Regions from separate parts of the Mus musculus genome. Here region 2 is linked to region 1. The links are chromatin contacts, called in public HiChIP or PLAC-seq maps. All regions are on one chromosome and are shown on one strand. Each heading gives the region's core, a stretch centred on a gene start, on an enhancer-like site or on the middle of the called end of the contact. The rest is flanking DNA. Distances are from core to core; before and after follow the strand shown.

What was found. HiChIP or PLAC-seq counts read pairs in DNA pulled down with a chosen protein or histone mark.
Region 2: a contact with region 1 is called in a RAD21 HiChIP or PLAC-seq map of pro-B cells, with 3 times the contacts expected there. The contact joins two enhancer-like sites. A contact is called at or near these places in 2 of 15 datasets of contacts at CTCF or cohesin (the NIH/3T3 cell line and pro-B cells), 4 of 484 Hi-C or Micro-C datasets (bone marrow-derived macrophages, liver and nephron progenitors) and 3 of 115 datasets of contacts at active chromatin or transcription factors (embryonic stem cells, extraembryonic endoderm stem cells and kidney).

Annotation. Positions count from the first base shown.
Region 1 is chr6:149,232,637-149,235,539 of GRCm38.p6, forward strand. No RefSeq gene overlaps it. Among named protein-coding and RNA genes, the nearest start is that of Amn1, 45 kb to the left of the region's middle. Within about 2 kb of position 1,520, at least 23 of the 459 cell types and tissues checked have an H3K27ac peak or open chromatin away from gene starts, as enhancers often do. A contact at or near this core is called in bone marrow-derived macrophages and pro-B cells, where this site is marked.
Region 2 is chr6:149,373,865-149,376,767 of GRCm38.p6, forward strand. No RefSeq gene overlaps it. Among named protein-coding and RNA genes, the nearest start is that of Gm38930, 23 kb to the left of the region's middle. Within about 2 kb of position 1,512, at least 115 of the 459 cell types and tissues checked have an H3K27ac peak or open chromatin away from gene starts, as enhancers often do. A contact at or near this core is called in bone marrow-derived macrophages and pro-B cells, where this site is marked.

The DNA of each region.
Region 1 (2,903 bases), core at 270-2,769:
TATACTTTTTGTCAACCAGACTACAACTTCTAACGTATTTCTTTTTAGTGACTAGATCTGAATCAGCAAACCAATCTGCTACTTATTCTTGTTTGAACCACAGACTGCAAATTAACTGACCTATTTATATAGTTGAAAGGGTTGGTAAAATGCCATCAAGCTGAATGATTTGAGTTTTATCCTCAGGACCCATATGGTGGAAGGAAAGAACTGGCCTCCAGAGGTGGAGATGTAGCTTATGGTGGAATATTTGACTAACTTGTACAGAACCCTGGGTTGAGACCACAGCATGGCAAAACTGGTGTGGTGGTGCTTGCCTATATCTTCATGTAAGAGGAGTTCCAAGAAAGAATACTATCACTGGCCATTTGAATGGTTCAAGATGTGAGTCCTATTGGGCCTGGTAATATACATCTTTAATCCCAGCACTCAGGAGGCAGAAGCAGGTAGACCTCACACTGGATCCTTTACTTTCTCTGATTTGTAGAAAAAGTAACAAAACTGAGTACTAATTGTGCAGTAAAGGAGAGTTTATTTTTGGTCAATAACAGAAGAGGGAAATGGTCTCCTGAATCAGCTTCTTAACCCAGTGGAGCCCAAAAGGTTATAGACATATAAAAGAGATGAAACCAAGTGGCTGGAAAGAGTATGCATGGATCTTCTCCTTCTCCTTCTCCTTCTCCTTCTCCTTCTCCTTCTCCTTCTCCTTCTCCTTCTCCTTCTCCTTCTCCTTCTCCTTCTCCTTCTCCTTCTCCTTCTCCTTCTCCTTCTCCTTCTCCTCCTCCTCCTCCTCCTCCTCCTCCTCCTCCTCCTCCTCCTCCTCCTCTCCTCTCCTCCTCCTCCTCCTCTTTGTCTCCTCCTCCTTCTGTGAACACTAGGGGAATAAGAAGGTACTTTATGGGGACTCACGTACCCCTTCTTTTTATTTCTTTCCAGTTGCCATTATGGCTACTGTCAACTGTCACGGCACTGGTGCATCATTTCGCATGCACAAGTGATAGTGTGGTTAGAGTATCTAGCATCACCCTGGAAGACATTTTATAACTAACCAATTTTAACTGGCTTATTCTGAAGACCTTCTGAACTTCATATACCCAGTTCTCAGAGACAGCAGGATTATAGAAGAGTAGAAATTCAGCGGTGTATGTTTGAAGCCAGCCAGGGATACATAGAAGTATCAATCTCAAAACAAACAAGAGTAAAAAAAAAATGAACATTTCTGGTTGTTTATCTTTTTTACTTCTTTGTTTTGGATGCTCATCTTTTTACTCAAATAACCTCCCATTATTCTTTTAAGAAAACAATTTCTTCTTTTTTCTTCCTCAGCACTAAAAAATGAAAAATGTCAATTTGCAAAACTGGATGTCTTTTAGCAACAGTTCTAATCAGACCCTTGTGTTCAGGAAAGATAAAACCATGAGCTTAAAAACAAAACAAAACCCTTGCCTATTAAGGAAGTTGGCAAATTCTGACTCTTTTTTATTCCAACCCCACCCTTCCTTCCTGTCTCTTCTAAAATAACTTGATAACTCCCTCCTTCCTGTTCCTCCTTGATAACTCCTATCCTAAAAGTATCTGTTGACCAACTCCTTCCCCTCAAACGCTTTACAAAATTCACGAAGTAGGCTGGAGATGTACCTCAGTTGGTACAGTACTTGCTTAGTGCGTTCTACAGCTTGGTCACAGTGGTACATACCTTTAATCCCAACACTCATAAATCAGAGAAAGAGGATCTCAAGTTCCAGGCCTGCCAAGGATACAAAGTAGGACTGCCTAAAAACAGCAACAGTAAAGGAAATGATGGTGCATGCCTGCAATTGCAGCACCCACAGTCAGGAATTCAAGATCCTTCTCAGCTACTTGAAGAGTTCAAGGCCAGCATATCTGAGACTTCATCTCAGAAGTAAATACTGGGGACTGGTGAGATGGCTCAGTGGGTAGGAACAGTGACTGCTCTTCCAAAGGTCCTGAGTTCAAATCCCAGCAACCACATGGTGGCTCACAACCACCCGTAATGAGATCTGACGTCCTCTTCTGGTGTGTCAGAAGACAGCTACAATCAACTTATGTATAATAATAAATAAATCTTTGGACCAGAGTGAGTGGGGCTGATCGGAGCAGAGATCCTAAAAAATTCAATTCCCATCAACTACACGAAGGCTCACAACCTGTACAGCTACAGTGTACTCATATACATAAAATAAATAAATAAATTTTACAAAATAAAGAAAGAAATACTAGCAGCTAGAGAGATAGCTTGGTGGTTAAGAGAGAACCCATATTCAATTCCCAGCACCTACACAATGGCTACAGTGTCTGTAACTTCAGTCCCAGACGATCAGATGTCCTCTTCTCTATTCTGAGGACACCAGATATGCATGTGGTATACAGACACACTGAAAGAACCTAGTGGGGAAACCCCCATTCAATTCCTGATTCGGTGTGCACCCAAAGCATCACAAAAAGACTGTCTTGATGTAATTACACGAGGTAGTTTAATGGTGGAGCTCTGGGTCGAAACGTATCTCACGCAGGAGACAGTGGATTCGACCACGAGGCTTGAAAGCTAGGGGTTTTTATAGAAAAGGGTCTGGGGCTGGGGGAGGAATTGGGGCGGTTTCACATGATTGGTTCATTTAAACATCAGCAGACTGTACATGCAGATCGAGGTAACAGCAGAGCATCTAGTTAACATTAAACTTAAGGGTGGGAGATAGGGAGACACTGGGCCAGTCTGGACATTCTTGTATGTCTTCCCTATCTTTATGGCTAGTTGGTTCCTGGGATGACTTTACAGCCTTTGTTCTTTGCTCTAAGCCCAAAAAGCCCTCCTAGCTAGCAAGCCGCATGAGTCATGGACCTTGAATTTTAATTTTCTTACAACACATGCAGGCAAAATACCC
Region 2 (2,903 bases), core at 262-2,761, 140 kb after region 1:
AGGTGGGGTGGTCAGCAACACCAGGGATTGTTTGCTTCTGAGTGTTCAGCACAGTCTCTTAACATACACCCAATCTCCACCTTGGAACTCTTGTGGAACCTCTGGGGTACCTGCATCATACAGGGCACTAAGTTTAGGCCACAGTTCCAGATGGCTGATCTGGGAAGCTTGCAATCAAACCATAAGATCCTTGTCAGCCTGAAAAGTCACTCTGGTGGGGATCAAGAGCCAGGGTCAAGGGAGTGGGTGTCCCATGCAGGATCTCAACAGGGGTCAGGTTAAAATGGTAGGGGGTGTTCAGGGCCAAGGGGAGGGGCACCAACCAGTCAAAGCCAGTCTCCAAGGTCAACTTAGCCAAGGTCTCTTGTAGGGGTTCTGTTTATTTTCTCTATCTGCTTTGAGCTCTGGGGACAGTACACACAATGGGGATTCCTATTAGTCCCCAATATCTCTGCCAATCCCTGACTTACCTTAAGAGACAAAAGCAGAACCATCGATTGTCCAATCTAATTACCTTGGGCACTCTGAACCTCTGGAAAATTTTCTTCTAATATCTTCTTAGCTACCACGGTAGCTGTTTCCTGCTTGGTGGGGAATGTTTCAACCCATCCAGGGAAAACTACACCTGATGGGTGTTCCCAGACTGGTATAGGTTTCTTTACAATGAGGGTCATCAGATCATACAATTGATGCATGATACATCTTTGTAATCTAGTCTTAAGACATGGCAGTTATGTAAATCTCAAGAAATGTAATTTCTTGGGTCTATTTTTATGACTAGTTACACATTACAATAAATAAGCTAAGCTACATGAGACTCCTTGCTAATTGCCAAACTACCAGTACAGAATGACCACAAATTCTTCACAAGAAATTTCCATAAAGCTTAGTTTCAATAGTCCCCAACAACTTATTATGTGTGTTAAGATGAACTAGAGGAGAAAATCCTGAAGGTTTTAAACAGTGATAAGCAAGCAAAAATATTAATTACTCTAATAGATTTGTATAGACTGTAAACCTACAGATTTTTAAAACCTTAGCTGTGTCATGTAATGTTTTCTTGGAAGTTGTCTTGTGAGAAGGTCATATGATGTTTTTCTGGAAGCTGTCTTGAGAAAGGTCATGTGATATTTTGCTGAAAACAGATACTTGAGAGGGTGGTGGGTGGTGGTGATATTCAGAAAGAATATAAGTAGAACCCTGAAGATAGTGAAAGGAAAAGCATCATGTACCCTCCCCCAAGACAGCGTCCAGAAAAACATCATGTGACACCACTGAGTTTTTTTTTTTTTTTAATGAAACCAGAAACTTTCACTTCAATTCTGTGCTTTGTAAATGTGTATAATTGTTTAAATTTTTCAGATAACAAAGATTGGGCCTGACAGGATCTTTTTACTTCTGCTTTCCATCGGCTCAGTATGTGGTTAGGAGTAGGGATCTACATGTCACTTCTTGCCTAGTGTTATGGTTGAAGTGACCTCTCAGTTGTGGGACACTGCTGCCATCAGGTGGTGATAGTCACTTAATGACTTCTGATGTGAAGAAACAAATCCTTTATCAGATTCCAGAGACTACCAGTCAGAGGTGTGCACAAAAAACATGAAGGCTCAGCATGGTGGCACACACCTTTAACCCCAGTGCTTAAGAGTTCAGAGGCAAGTAGATTTCTGAGTTCAAGGCCAGCCTGGTCTACATAGTGAGTTCCAGGACAGCCAGGACTACATAGTGAGACTCTGCCACAAACAAACAAAAAGAAAGAAAAAAATATGGAGAAGCAAAATACAATACCAGAATTTCTACTTCCTTTCATTTTTATAAAAAAAAGGTCAAGTAATTGTACTAATATTGAATATATCAGTTGTGTTCAGAATTCTTCATCCTGAATGAATTCTAAGTTTCCGCTCAGTATCACCTTCTCAGGGAAACGTTGAAGCCTCATGCTGTTATCAAGCTTAGAGGCCACAGCCTGTACCCCAAACCAGGTTCAGTTATCGGTCCTCAGTGGGCCAATTAAATGAGTCAAATTAATAGCGGAAGTCAGTAAGAGAAGATTTATTAAATATGGCCATATTGGAAAGATAGACGAGACTCTGTAATTCTATGTCTTAGGGTAACTATTGGTGTGCTAAAAACACAATGATCAAAGCAACTTGGAGAGGAAAGGGTTTATTTGACTTACGCTTCTATATAACTGTTCATCATTGAAGGAAGTCAGGACAAGAACTCAATCAGGGCAGGAACTTGGAGGCAGGAGCTGATGCAGCAGCCATGGAGTCATGCTGCTTACTGGTTTGCTTTCCCTAGCTTGCTCAGCCTGCTTTTTTTGGTTTGTTTGTTATAGAACTGGACCCTCCAACATTGTCTTAGTTAGGGTTTTACTGCTGTGAACAGACACCATGACCATGGCAAGTCTTATAAAAAGCAACATTTAATTGGAGCTGCTTACAGGTTCAGAGGTTCAGTCCATTATTATCATGGAGCATGGCAGCATCCAGGCAGGCATGGCACAGGCAGAGCTGAGAGTTCTATGTCTTCATCCAAAGGCTGCTAGTGGAAGACTGACTTCCAGGCAACTAGGGTGAAGATCTCATACCCACACCGAGAATGACACACCCATTCCAACCAGGTCACACCCATTCCAACAAGGCCACACCTCCAGATGGTGCCACTCCCTGGTCCAAGGATATACAAACCATCACAAACATCAATCACTAGTTAGGAAAATGTTCTACACACTTGCCAGAAACTTGAGCTTATGGAAGCATTTCCTCAGTTGAGGCTCCTTCCTCTCCCATGACTCTGCATTGTGTCAGGTTGACTTAAAACTAACCAGCACACCCCCTAAATCTTTGGGGTCCTGAAATGAGATTAAAGTTAAAATAATGAACCAGGGATATACAAAT